Regions from separate parts of the Sus scrofa genome. Here region 1 is linked to region 2. Evidence: chromatin contacts called from public HiChIP or PLAC-seq data. All regions are on one chromosome and are shown on one strand. Each heading gives the region's core, a stretch centred on a gene start, on an enhancer-like site or on the middle of the called end of the contact. The rest is flanking DNA. Distances are from core to core; before and after follow the strand shown. Region 1 holds the start of TMEM170A (transmembrane protein 170A). Region 2 holds the start of KARS (lysine--tRNA ligase).

Region 1 (7,835 bases), core at 4,994-7,493, 140 kb before region 2:
CTTTAAGGATATTTTTCACATAGATGTTTCAGTTAAAGAGAAAAGCCACATGGATTGCAGAATCCTCTCGGTGAGTTCTGTGTTAACAAAAGCGGTTTGTAACGGCGGGCTCCCTGGCCCTCTAGCCTTTACAGCTGAGTCACCAAATTTCTAAGCAAATCCTCAGGACCAGAAATGCAGGAAGCCGAAGCCCAGCGGGCAGTGCGAGGCTGGCTTGGCGCTCAGCCATCCTTTCAGCTGGCCCCACTCTGCCTCGTGTTCCAGGTCAACCAACTCTATGGACACGCCAGTTCCTCTGAAGCCAGGGTTCTAGGCAGACCACACCAGTCTCGGGAGCTGTCGTCCTAGCGGGTCCTGCAACTCGATTTGACTGCCCAGAGGCTAACTGCCCATCAGCCTGTGTCTCCCCACACTGCCCACTTGGAAACCCCTCCTTGCCAACCCCATCTGTCCCCTTGTGAAATACCAACAAACACATATATATTGATCTCTGCCTCTGGTTCCTGACACAGAGCTCCTAAAACCCTTGCAAATACGGTGCTAGGAAAATCTTCTGTTCTAAGACTTTGTCTCTGGCCCTGGCTCCTGACACAGAGCTCTGAAATCCCTTGGAATCTTTAAGAGTGTCTTTTGTCCTCGGGGGGTGGGGGGGGGCTCCTGGATGGGGGCTGGTCACCAGAAAGACTGAGCCAGGATTATAAACCTGGAACTTTCAGACCTGCCCTCCAGTCTTGGGAGAGGGGAAAGGGACGAGGAGCAAGGTGATAATCACTCACACCTCAGTGATGACACCTCCATAAAAATTCTGAAAGCATGGAGTTCAGAGAGCTTCTGGGTGGCTGAACACATCTACGTGCTGGGAGGATGGCCCATCCCAGCTCCACGGGGACAGAAGTTCCTGTGCTCCGGGCCCTTCCGAGACCCCACCCTCTGTATCTCTTTATCTAGTGTTCATCTCTAACCTTTCCTATTCTTTGTAATGTACCAACAGCCTAACAGGCAAAGTGTTCTCCTCAATTCTGGGAGGTGCTCTGGCAACTCAATGCAACAAGAAGGAGGTCATGGGAAGCCCAGCCAGTCAGAAGCACACGTGACAACCTGGACTTGTGACTGGCCTCTGACGCGGGGAGCTGGGGCAGGCTTGGGGAGCTGAGCCTTTGACCCATGGGATCTGACGTTAACTCCAGGTAGAGAGTGTCCCAGAATTGCCTGATGCATGGAAAACGCACACACGTGGCACCAGAAGTGCTGGGAGTGAGGCAGGAGCCTGAGAGTAAAGGGAACCAGTGAGCTTTTCCTGGCTGCCCTTCTCTCCTCTCGAACCATGACTTGCCCACCAGGGCTACCAACTATGGGCGGCCACCTCTCTGCTGTGGACACTGCCTAACTGCCCCTCCCTGCTGGTTTCTGGGGTGGCCCGCCTCACCCCAGAGGTCTCTTGGTCCCGTCCTGGCTAGATCTTGTCTGTCTCCATCTGGCCTCCCATCTACTCTGCACACAAAGCCAGAGCATCAGGGCTAAAGGGAACCACTGGGGTTTCTTACTGGGGTGATGAAAACATTCTAAAGCTGTTTTTTTATGATGGGGGCAGACTCTCAAAAATCATTAAACTCTATACTTAAAAAAAAAAAAAAAGTCACATCATCCCTCTTCTGCTCAAAACCCTCTACTATGGCTTTCTGGGATCTGATCTCACTCCCCCCCCACACTTTTCCACCCGATGCACTGGCTCCCCCCTCCCCCATGCTCCTCTCCCAACAGGTGCAGGGTGTGGTCATTTCCTTCAGATTTCAGCTCCCACAGAACCATCACAGAGGACTTCCTTCTGACCTTAATAAAACAGCATTCCACTGGACACACAAGCCCCACCACTTACTACCCCCCAGCCTTTCTCACACTCACCAGCGTCTGTTCCTTTCCATACTTTTTTGTTTTGCTTTTTTAGGGCCGCTCCCCACAGCATATGGAGGTTCCCAGGCTCGGGGTCAAATCGAAGCTGTAGCCGTGGACCTACACCACAGCCACAGCAACACCAGATCTAAGCCTCGTCTGCCACTTACATCAAGGCTCACGGCAGTGCCGGATCCTTAACCCACTGAGCGAGGCCAGGGATCAGACCTGCATCCTCAGGGATGCTAGTCAGATTTGTTTCTGCTGAGCCAGGATGGGAACTCCCCCTTTCCATACTTTTAAATGTTATTTGTTTTCCCTCTCCCCTTTAGAATGAAAGCTCTTTTGTTTACTAAAACATTTTTACTTGGTGTTTGGAAAACAGACACACAATGGCCGCCGAGTAAACACCTGCTGCTGGGATGAGTGAATGAGAAGTCCAGGTGTGACCTCGTCTTGATTCTGGCAATGGCAGAACCAAAACATTACTGAGCTTTTGTTTAGTTATCACAAGATATGCTCTGACATTGGAGGTATAGTTAAATTCGTATCTTCAGAAAGTGAACGTTATTGAATAGAAGAAAAAAAAATGTGCCTTTCTTGGCATTTGGATTTGTTAAAAATGACAACAAAAGAAATTTGAACAAGGAATAAGGAGGGTTAGGCAGAAACCTAAATTGCAAATGTAGGTTTAAAGAAAATCAATTCAAAGCTTCCTGACAAGGAGAAACCACAGAATATTTTAAAGCAATGATCTTGCCATATTGAGTTGGCATAAAATGCAAGTAAGCTTTTCTGTAGGGCCAAAATAGAAATGATTCCAGAATCAGGACAATGAATAAAATTCCCTGTCATTAGGCTTTGGTGCCTCAAAAAGGGTCACAGTTTATGTATCTTTTGTATCCATCATTCCAGCTGAAGAAGAGGCAGGGCAAGGAGGTAATGTGTTTGCCCATCATATTCCGATCAACGTGAGGTCAAGGGCTACAGCTCAAGCATATTTATACCTCAGGCCCAGAGCCTGAACTTGACCAAATGTATACTTGCTGAATGAATGATCCCTCGTGACTACCACGCCCAAGTTATATATCCAAAGAAGTACCCATAAACTCAAGTACATACTGCAGTGTAATATTTCAGAACAATTTCTGAAAGCAATTTGCGTAACTACAGATTCTGTACTAGGACATGTCAAAACTATCACCCCAGATCCACTTATCTCAATCTTTTCTTAAAGAAAGAAAAAGCAACCAAAAGCCAGACAGACTGAACAGAACAATGTTTCAAAGTATCAGCTCACATATGAGTTATTACAAAAAGATTTAGGCACTCTTATAGTGGAGAGATCGGATAACCACCACCTTCATCAAATGATTAAACCTAGCGTTATTACGAGCGCCCTCGTGGCGCAGTGCGTTAAGGATCTGGCCTTTTCACTGCAGGGGCTCGAGTAGCCACTGAGGTATAGCTTTGATCCCTGGCCCAGGAACTTGCACATGCCATGGGCGTGGCCAAAAAAGAAACAAGTAAATAAATACGTAATCCTAAAAGTACAAACCGATGCTAAATGTCTCCTGGGACTTCCTTTGTGGCTCAGTGGGCTAAGGATCTGGGGTTGTCACTGCTGTGGCTTGGGTTCAGTCCCTAGCCAGGGAACGTCTACATGCCATGGGAACAACAAAAAATAAAATAAATGTCTCCTGATGTGGTGCCCTGGGAAGTGGACATCACTGGTGCAAGTAGCATTTTGAAGAAAAATATTTAATCTATTATGAAAAAACAGCTAACTCGGATTGTGGGAAATTCCATGAAACAGGGCGCCCTGACTTCAAAAAGGCATTATTCAAACAACTGGGGAAATTTAAACAAGGCCTATATGTTAGATAATATTCTATCAATGTTAAATTTCTTGGATCTGTTGTGGGATTTTTTTGGCTATGGCAGAAAATATTTTCTTTTTTTTTCCTTTTTACAGCCACACCCCTGCAGCATATGGAAGTTCCCCGACCGGGGTGGAATCAGAGCTGTAGCTGTGGCCTACAACACAGCTTGAGACAGCACCAGATTTTTAACACACTGAGCAAGGCCAGGGGTTGAACCTGCTTCTTCACAGAGACAACATTGGGCCCTTAACCCACTAAGGCACAACAGGAACTCCAAAAATGTCTTCATTTTAAATGATACATGCTGAACCATTTGGCACCAAGTGCCATTACTTCCGTAACTTCCTTTCAAAAGGCTTCACAGGAGTTCCTGTTGTGGCACAGTGGAAACAAATCCAACTAGCATCCGTGAGGATGTGGGTTGGATCCCTGGCCTCGCTCAGTGAGTTGGGGATCCAGCGTTGCAGTGAGCTGTGGTGTAGGTCGCAGACATGGCTTGGATCAAGTTGCTGTGGTGTAGGCTGGCAGCTGCAGCTCCAATTCCACCCTAGCCTGGTAACCTCCATATGCCTCAGGTGCTGCCCTCCCACCCCAAAGGCTTCCTGTGGCAAAGAGGATTAAGGGTCTGGTATTGCTTTGGCTGTAGATCACAGCTGTGTATGAAATTCGATCCCTAGCCTGTGAACTTCCACATGCGATGGGCACAGCTGAAAAAGAAGGAAAAAGGGCTCCAGAGAAAGTAAAAATGTTATGTGTGGCATATGTATTTAGAGAGAAAGTAAAATAACCAAAATATTAATAATGAATCTAAGTAAAGGGTATAAAGGTATTTGTTCTATCATTTCAATTTCTCAGTAGATTTGAAAAATTTCCAAATAAAGAATTGGGGGAAAGTAAGGAAACATACAAAAACAGACCAATCTGGTCCAGTGGTGCCTCCACACTGCATGAACATTTTGGACAGTGTCTCCAGAATATTGTCTATTTCTGCTGTTACGGTCAAATGCGATCTTAGTGCCTTTGCTACCTTTTGCCAGATTACTTCAAGCTAACAGCTGCATCTGCCCCAGCATGGTTATTATTAACTCTTTCACAAAACCCGTCCGGGAAAATACTAGGCAGGTAATACACAGCAAGTCCCTGGTGTCCGCTGAATGGCGCCAGGCAGTCGCTGCCCGGTGGATGCGAAATCACAGGTGCCTTGTTCATCACTGCAGTTAGTAACCCAACCCTCCTTCCTCGGCAGCTCTCAGGCCGGTTCTCACATTGTTTGCTAAGTCAAGATAGCCATCAGCTCTGCTGGGGAGCCCAACCTCACCCTTCAGCCACGATGGTCTCAGTCTTCTTGCCTTGAAAGGGCCGACACAGAACGGTGCCCTCTCCTCAAAGGTTTTATTTTTAGCTTTCTCTACGATTTCCCCCTCCTCTCAGCTTTCTGAGCCCGATACCATTCTATCTCGATTTGCAATTTAAAAAAAAAATCCTGATGTCAGGCCCAGCAGACGCTCCAGTGGGAGTTAAGAGTCAGAAAGAAGCTGTGTCAAAGATCTCCAAAGCCCGAGTGGGAGACTGGCAACAGGTGATTCCTAGAAAGAGAAGCTGGTGGAGGGGATGGATTTGGATATAGGTGGGAGCGATCTGCAGACAACCTCTGGGCGCAGAGGGGTTGGGCTGGACTTGAAACAAACGGAGTCTGAGTTCGGATTTACGCCCCCGCCGCCCACCACAGGCCGGGACTACGCGGCGGCCGAGCTGCGAAAGCCGGGAGGCCAGCGCCGACGAAAGGGGCCCCCCCAGCAACCCCCGCCAAAAGCGGGGATGCCCGCCTCCCGTGCCCCAGACTAGGAGGGACGGCCGCCTACAGGGCTCCCCCGAGTTCCCGTCTGAACCTGGGGCGTTTGGAAACTCCGACGAGCACAATCAGTTCTGGAGGCGGCCGAACGCCCCTCACTGACGGGTCCACCCGCGGCCGCTCCCTTCAACCTGGCCCCCAGCGCGGGCTCGGGGTGTCCTGGCCTGAGGACCCAGCTCCCGACCGAGGAAGAGGAAACCTCCTTCCAGGACGAAGACACCCCCCAGCGGGCGGAACCGCGAGGACCCCGCCTGCGCCTAGGGGAAGGGGAGCCGGGCGGCCCCGGCGGGGCGCGCAGTGCGCAGGCGCGGGGCGGGGCCGGTACCTGGGAAGGAGCAGAGAGAAGTGGAGTTGGGGCACAGGGTCCCGTTGCCCACCCGCGGCACGAGCTTCAAGCTGAGGATCTGCTGCAGGAGCCCGGCTGAACCCCCGCTGCCGCCGCTCCCCTCGTGCTCCATCCCGCCGCCATTCACCGCAGAGAGATGGGGGAAAGCACTCGAAGTGCCGTGGCTCGCTCTCACTCCTGGCTTTCTCCGCACCTCCGCTGCCTCAGCGTCACCTTCGGCCTAGGCCCTCTTCCTCCCTCCCCAACGGCCCTGCCAAGTGATGGCCCCTCCCTCCAATCACAGGGCGCCGCGGATGGCAGGGGCGGGGCGAGAGTTGTTCCCACCCCTGACGTTGCGTTTGGCTCTCCAAGACCCAGCACCAACGAGCTACGCCCCCTACTGGGGAAGTCGTTTCTGCTCCACTGGGGCGCTCTGTGTTCTGCCCCCGCCTCTGCAGCGCCACCTATAGGAAAGTAAGGGGATTTAGATAAGGAGGGAGAGAGGTATACAGCCAGTTAAGACAGACATAGAGATAGGTGGAAGGATAAATAAATACGTAGATACATATGCATCTGGCAACGAGAATAAGATGATTCAGTAGCGGTGAAAGAAGCTGGAACATGATACCTTCAATATTTGGAAGGAAAATGATATTTTGGGAGAACTTCACTTTAAACTAAAAAGCACTGTATGCAGCATGAGGAATGTGGTCAATAATATTGTAATAACTGGGGACAGGTGGTTACTAGACTTACCGTGGTGATGATTTCATAATGTATGCAAATATCAAGTCACAATGTATCTACACCTGAAACTGACACAACTGTATTTCAATAAAAAACAATTCATTAATAAGCATTGTGGGGAGTTCCTGTTGTGGCTCAGTGGTTGACAAATCAGATTAGTATCCATAAAGACACAGTTTCCATCCGTGGCCTTGCTCAGTGGGTTAAGGATCAGGCGTTGCCGTGAGCTGTGGTGGAGGTCACAGACACAGCTCGGATCCGTTGTTGCTGTGGCTGTAGCACAGGCTGGCAGCTACAGCTCTGATTCAACCCGTAGCCTGGGAACCTCCATATGCCACTGGTGCAACCCTAAAAAGACAAAAAAAGAAGCATTGTGGGAGTTTTCTTGCGGTGCAGCAGGTTAAGGATCCAAGATTATCACTGCAACTGCTTGGATCACTGTTGTGGCACTGTTGGATCCATGGCCCGGGAACTTCCACATACCTTGGGCATGGCCAAAAATAAATAAATAAATAGCAGTGTACAAAATACATATTTTCCTTTTAATTCAAGAACATTAGCAATACTGTTTCAAGAACATTAGCAATACTGTTTATTAGAGTTCCCTCCTTTTTTTTTTTTTTTTTTTTTTGGAGGTGCTGGATCCTTAATCTGCTGAGCCACAAGGGAACTCCTAGTGTTCCCTCTTGAAAGCCTTCGTTTGGATACTTTTTTTTTGGGGGGGGCGCACTTGTGGCACATGGAGGTTCCCAGGCTAGGGGTCTAATCGGAGCTGTAGCTGCCAGCCTACACCACAGCCACAGCAAAGCAGGATCTGAGCCACGTCTGCAACCTACACCACAGCTCACACCAGTACCAGATCCTTAACCCACTGAGTGGGGCCAGGGATTGAACCTGAAACCTCATGGTTCCTAGTCAGATTTGTTACAGCTAAGCCACCACGGGAACTCCTGTTTTGGAAACTTTCTAATGCCAGTTCTCTAACACTGCAACTGGGCTTTTGCAGCAACTGAGAAGCTTTTCTGAAACAATAATAGTAAATATTTTTTAAAAAGTCATGAAAACAATGCTGTTTTTGGTACATTTCCCAGACTAGCAGAGTGTATAAGTGGAAGAAACCAATTATTTTAAGGTTATA
Region 2 (6,784 bases), core at 2,051-4,550:
CTTCCAAGTCACCAGTGTTAACTGAATGAGTAGTTAATAATAATGAACCATGGCAAAGGATCCTTAGTCATGCATGGCTGCATTTCGTTTGGTGTCAGGGCACATTGTTAACTATGATTTTAGAAAAGCTCAATTAATAAAAACTTAACTGGAGATTTGAAGTGATTATCTTTTCAGTAAGAAATCTGACTCAGAGGGACTTAAAGTAGGTGCCTCTGTCTGGAGAGAAACTATTTTGTAGCAGATGTGCAGCCACCTTTCCAGAACAGTGTGCTGGGCTTAGGTGCTGTATTGCAGTCAGGGGGCACCTAAGCCTATCTGGTTCTTCCTGGAGTTAACATAATAAATCCGCTTTCTAGTCAACCAGGTGTTGCTCTTTAAATCATCAAAACAACCATAAAAAGGTCCTAGGGATGAGAACTAAGACTAGAAACCAAATTAATCTCAGGAGCAAATTCCAGAAAGACAGAGAAGGGAAAATAACCTGCATTAGAAATTCTTTATTCATACTAAGGTTTTGTTTTCAGCACTGTTTTACAATAAGACCTAAAAGTCATCTCAAGACCCCAAGGAGTGAGACTCTGAATTTATTAAAGAGAAAAGGAGAAAAGACTATTGGTTTTGGTGGGTAGCAGGGCTGTTTCCTTAGCAACAAATCTAAGGACTCAACCAGAAGCTTAACAGATAAGAGACTAAGTAAGGGAAGGATTTTTGCTCCCAGAGCAATAAAGAAGGTAATTGGCACCAACCTTCTTTTATCAGAAAGTGGCTTGTCCTTGTGAATCGTTGTGAAAGGGGCAAGTTGATACAGGCGCAGCTCCCTCTGCCCCCACTGTGCCCAGGAGGTTTGGCGCAGGGACCCCCTAACCAGCCTTACAGCAGCTTGCGTCAACATGGTAGAATACCCTGGAACTAATGATTACCACCACCTAACAGGAAACACAGAGAGGTGGTGTCAGATGGACAGACAGTACACATACCCCCAAGGAGCACTCCTACTCTTAAGGGTTGGGTGGTGGTGGTGCGGGCGGAGGTTGCACAATCTTTTAATGTCCCATTTTCCATTCTACCCTCTCAACTGACAGCAACCTTCTAACACTGTGCTGCAACTCTAACTGATAACAGTCTTAGTCCCGGCTATGGTAAAAAGGTGCCTATCCGGGGACAAAAGTCAAAAGCAGGTAAATTAACAGTTTATGGGCAGAGATGATCACAACACTCTAGAAAATAGGAGACAAGCCCCTGACAGGTGGTTTCTCTCTTGGAGATTAAACACCTGGCCACAAAGATGGCAATGGGAAGCACATAAAATATCACCATCAACTGCAAACTCTGGACGAAGCTAAAAACAAACCACACAAAAGCAATTATGTCAAGGAGAAGACTTGTTTGGAGCTCTAGGAACAAGGAGGAAAGGAGAATTTCAGATGAGTCGTAGATTACATTATGTTTATACATTAACACTGGAAGGCAACAGAATGACAGGAACTATGTTCTTGATTTCATTAAAATAAATTTGGCCCTTCATTTAGGAATGAGTCACCTGGCAGGCAGCCATCTGTTTTTAAACTTGGAAAAAAAATAACTGACATACAGGGGTGTTCACTAAAGATTCAGATCAAGGAAATTCCAAGAACAATTAAGAAACAGAAGGAAATGTTAGTCATAAACTATTTCGGCCCATTAGAGAAATATACATCAATAGCAGATTCTTTTAGACACATGAGGAGGTATGATACAGTCAGGATAATGAGCACGGGCTGTAGAATTTGCAGACCTGATTTTAGATTATTTGCTCCAGAGCTTTGAATCCACGGCGGACAAAACTTTAGGCATGCAAATTTCAGCAACGTATATAATCACCAGAGCTTCAGTTTATTAAACTGAAAAATGGATATTAACACCTTCCTTGCAAGGTTATCACTGAGATTAGAGGAAAGTCTAACATTCTAGCACAGAGCCCAACACACAAAAAAAGATGCTTTAAAAAATGACTGCTGTAATTAATCTAAGAAGTCAGCAGAAAGGAACTGGCCAGTTTCCTCAGTTTACCCTAAAATTACACACTCAACTGGAGTTTTTACTTAGGAGGCATCTATGATTTATAACTCTAATATTCAATTACTGACGTAACGGGATCAAAGTTCAATCTTCCTCAAGGCAGAAGTTCAAGACCAGGTTCCAAACTTTTACAAAGATCTATTGGTCACTCTTCAAACAACGTTATTAGGGTGCCATCAAACCAAAAGCTTACATATTTCCTTTCTCATTTCCCTAGAATATGTGAAGCGTAAACCCAGAGACACAAAAGGAAACGTCAACTCTAACTGCCTGAATGCTAAAGCAGTCATTACATGCACTAAACTAACTTTTCTCCTTGCAACTGGAAGAGCACTGTATTTATGTACTAGACTTGGGAGTACTGAGGAAATAGTCACTCAATCATTGCTCATGTTTTATGAAGAACTTTGGTTGAGAAGGAGTGCAGTATTCAGAGAACAAAAGACACAGCCAGTGAAAAAGGCAGCTAATCTTTATTTATAAGTACTTTCATACTCCAGGGACTTGGGGTGATCACCAAAGATACATCCAGCAATGCTGAGTGCAGCTTGGTATATCCGGCTGACAGACCCTACTGCTGGACACTGGTGATTTATTCAATAATCACAGATCCTTTGAGTAACTCATACGGATAGGTGCACAACACAGTTGAAAAACTGATCTTTTTAATACTAAAGGTTCACAGTGGCTTTGGCTAGGCCAAGGACAATTTGAAGGTCTTTCTGAAAAACTAGGGTATTTAACATTCCTCCAATTTCCTTATTGGGGCGTGGCTCAATAATAACGCATTTCTCAAGGGGGAGCAAAGGGGAGAAGTAATTTTCCCTTTTCTCTGTCGCCTCTCAATTCTCCGCATACTCTCACTCCAGGAGTACGACGGGGAGGAAGGACGCGGTCAGCGCGGGCCCTCGGGCATCCTGGGGGATGTAGTTCAGGGCGCAGGGGCTACGTTCCTGCATGTGGGTACCCACGAGAGCCGGCAGGAAGGCCCCAAGCACAGCCGCTACGGCCGAAGCCTCGAGGTACTTCTTAGTCCAGACTCTCCGATCGCAAAGGTTTTAACGACCCGCATCGACACTTACTTTTTGCTCAGTTTCGGCTCCGCGCCGTCCACTTTAACTTCAGCCGCCTGTACCGCAGCCATCTTTCCCGAGGGCCGGACCTAAAGAGGATGAGACTCGTAGGGCGATTTTCAGGTCACGCTCGGAAGTCCCGCCTCTTCCGGGGAAAGGGGCGCCCACTGTTAACGCGCAGCTGTCGCGCAGGCGCATTTGGGGCCAGCAGCCGCGGCGTCTGGTACGTTACCTCAGGCAGTGGGGCTCCGTGCGCCAGACGCTCGTTAGGGGGCAGCTCTTCCGCTGCGCGTTCGCAATGGCGGAGGCAATGGATTTGGGCAAAGACCCCAATGGGCCTACCCATTCGTCGACTCTTTTCCTGAGGGAGGATGGCAGCTCCATGTCCTTCTACGTGCGTCCCAGTCCGGCGAAGCGCCGGCTCTCGACGCTCATCCTGCACGGCGGCGGCACCCTGTGCCGGGTGCAGGAGCCGGGGGCCGTGCTGCTGGCCCAGCCCGGGGAGGCGGCGGCCGAGGCCTCGGGCGACTTCATCTCCACGCAGTACATCCTGGACTGCGTGGAGCGCAACGAGAAGCTCGAGCTGGAGGCCTACCGGCTGGGCCCGGCTCCGGCGGACGACCAGGCCCCAGAGACGAAGCCCGGGGGGCAGGCCGGAGGCGGCGCCGCCGCCGCGGAGTCCGAGCCGCAGCCGCACGCGGGGCGGATCGGCTTCACGGACGCGGACGACGTGGCCATCTTGACCTACGTGAAGGAACATGCCCGCTCGCCCAGCTCGGTCACCGGCAATGCCTTGTGGAAAGCGATGGAGAAGAGCTCGCTCACCCAGCATTCGTGGCAGTCCCTGAAGGACCGCTACCTCAAGCGCCTACGGGGCCAGGAGCATAAGTACCTGCTGGGGGAGGCCCCCGTGAGCCCTTCCTCGCAGAAACTCAAGCGGAAAGCTGAGCAAGACCCCGAGGCTGCTGATAGCGGGGGTGAGGCCTGTCGCTGGCACCTGCGCGGCGTGGGGGCGGGGGCGTCGTTCCTGTCCCGAGGGGCGACCATGTTGTGTCTTTGGTAGCATCCCCCGCCCCGCCCCCCTGTGACATCCGGGTAAAACTAACACCATTTTCTGATCTTGAATTCACTTTTCCAATAGGTGGGATATTGACGGGGTTCGCTATTACAAAGGTACAAAAAGAGTATATGGAAAATTCTCCCCCTTTTCCTGCCCATTAGATACTCTCCCCCGCCCCCACCCCCCACCCTGCGAGGCACTGGGGAACCACCTTCTTGGGTATCTTTTCAGAGAGATTTCACAGACTCCTTTTTAAAAACAATTCTCCAGTGTTTAAGGAAATTCAGCATAAGCCCTGCCAGACCAGTTTATTGTAATGTCTTGGCTGAAACAGATGCATATTCACATAGAAGGTTCTCAGCAATTGGAAATGGTTTTTTAGTTTCGCTCAGGTGAGGTGAGTTTCTAAGGCAGTTGAGTTGAATGTTGGGACTCAGGTGTGGTTAGGATACAGCAAAGCTGGTCAGATGCTTCACTTCTGATATAAGGGATATTGACAGTTGAACCTGACCCTTTTGTTCAAAGAGGCATACTTCTTCCCCACTTCCCTATTCTTATGTGGCTGTTGCATCACAGGTGAGGTCTGGGGAGGTAAAAACTGTTCCTCTTGTTTTGGTTTCGGTAAAAGTGACATTTGAAATTCATTCAACAGATATTTGAGCTTGAGACACTTATCTTGCTGGGATAGAAACACTAAAACTCCCTGCTTAAAATGCTAGTTTAGTGAGTGCTATAGAGAAAAATAAATCTGAGTAAGGGCTGAAGAGGAGGTCGTTTTCTGCAGCGTGGGAAAGGAAGTTACCTATTTTAAACTGATACTTAAGCACAGACCAAAGGAAATGAAAGAGGTAGCCAGGTGATTACCTGAAGACGGGGTGTTCCAGGCTTAGAGAATGGTAACTGCAAAGGCCCTGAGGTGTGTACTTGTAGCAACAAGAGACCAGTGTGGCTGGGATGGAATAAAGCAAGAGAGAGAATTCTAGGAGAGCGGACAGGCTATGTGTAAAGGAGATCATGTAGGGCCCTGATTTTTAAATTAGTAGTATGGAGATGTCTAGTAGACCAGTCAGAACTTGGGACTAAGTAAGCTGAATTCTTTCTTTCTTTTTTTTTTTTTTTTTTTTTTTTGTCTTTTTAGGGTAGCATCTGTGGCATATGGAGGTTCCCAGGCTGAGCGTCAAACTGGAGCTGCAGCTGTTGGCCTACACCACAGCCACGGCAACATGGGACCGAGCTGCCTCTGTGACCTACAGCATAGCTTATGGTAAAACTGGGTCCTTAACCCGCCGAGTGAGGCCAGGGATCGAACCTGCATCTTCATGGATCCTAGTCTAGTTCATTAACCACTGAGCCATGAAGGGAACTCCTTTTTAATAGTAGCGTGTAGGTGGTCCTGAAACCAGGAAGACTAAGAAAAAATTTTTATGTATTTGATTATTTTAAATTTATAGCTTCTCATGATAAAGTCAGAGAGCAAACTGGAAAAATAGTACCAGTACATTGAAACAGAGTTTGTTTCCTTAATGTCCAAAGAGCTTGGAGAAGATAGTAAGTAAAAGAAAAACTGGTAGAAAAGTGGGCAAAGGAAATGAAACAGAAAGTTAGAAGAGGAAATAAATAAACGGCTACTAAACAAATGCAGAGATGTTGTTTAAATTAAAGGAAGTTAGACCCTGAGCAGAGGACCAGTACACAGACTGTCTGGACTTCTGACCCATGGAAACGTAAATGTGTGTGGTGGTGTTTTATAGAAAAGTAAATCAGAGCAAGGCAATGTCACATCTATTAGACTGGAAAATTAACAAAATGAGTAACATTCAGAGTTAATGATATGTATATGAAAACAAGTACACCCCTACATTGTTAATAGAAGGAAAACAGTACAGTTTCAATGGAGGAAATTTTGACACAATCTGACAACATTTAAAACACATGTTCGGAGTTCCTGTCGTGGCACAGTGGTTAACGAATCCGACTAGGAACCATGAGGTTGCGGGTTCGGTCCCTGGCCTTGCTCAGTGGGTTAATGATCCGGCGTTGCCGTGAGCTGTGGTGAGCTGTGGTGTAGGTCGCAGACACGGCTCAGATCCCGCGTTGCTGTGGCTCTGGCGTAGGCCGGTGGCTACAGCTCCGATTCAACCCCTAGCCTGGGAACCTCCATATGCCGCGGGAGCGGCCCAAGAAATAGCAACAACAGCAACAACAACAACAACAGACAAAAAGACAAAAGACAAAAAAAAAAAAAAAAAAAAAAACCACATGTTCCCCGTAAACCTAAACCGTGTATTGCTTCTAGGGATTTATCATACAGATAATACTCGTTTTTTTTTAACATGAAGAACTTTATTTATTTATTTTTTTGGGGTCTTTTCTTGGGCTGCACTCACGGCACATGGAAGTTCCCAGGTTAGGAGTCTAATCAGAGCTGTAGCCGCCGACCTAAGCCACAGCCATAGCAATGCCAGATCCGCGCCGCATCTGCGACTTAGACCACAGCTAACGGCAACACCGAATCCTTAACCCACTGAGCGAGGCCAGGGATCGAACCCGCAACCTCACGGTTCCTAGTCGGATTCCTTAACCACTGCAC

What was found. HiChIP or PLAC-seq counts read pairs in DNA pulled down with a chosen protein or histone mark.
Region 1: an H3K27ac HiChIP or PLAC-seq map of alveolar macrophages shows a contact between it and region 2. The contact joins the promoter of TMEM170A here to the promoter of KARS in region 2. A contact is called at or near these places in 2 of 2 datasets of contacts at active chromatin or transcription factors (alveolar macrophages and skeletal muscle).

The regions. Positions count from the first base shown.
Region 1 is chr6:12,193,531-12,201,365 of Sscrofa11.1, reverse strand. TMEM170A (transmembrane protein 170A) reads right to left here and starts at 6,243. Exons shown (of 3, transcript XM_013998173.2): 1 at 5,951-6,243. The coding sequence starts at 6,083.
Region 2 is chr6:12,053,991-12,060,774 of Sscrofa11.1, reverse strand. It overlaps KARS (lysine--tRNA ligase), which reads right to left and starts at 3,300. Exons shown (of 14, transcript XM_003126856.3): 1 at 3,144-3,300. The coding sequence starts at 3,205. It overlaps TERF2IP (telomeric repeat-binding factor 2-interacting protein 1), which reads left to right and starts at 3,324. Exons shown (of 3, transcript XM_003126857.3): 1 at 3,324-4,111. The coding sequence starts at 3,433.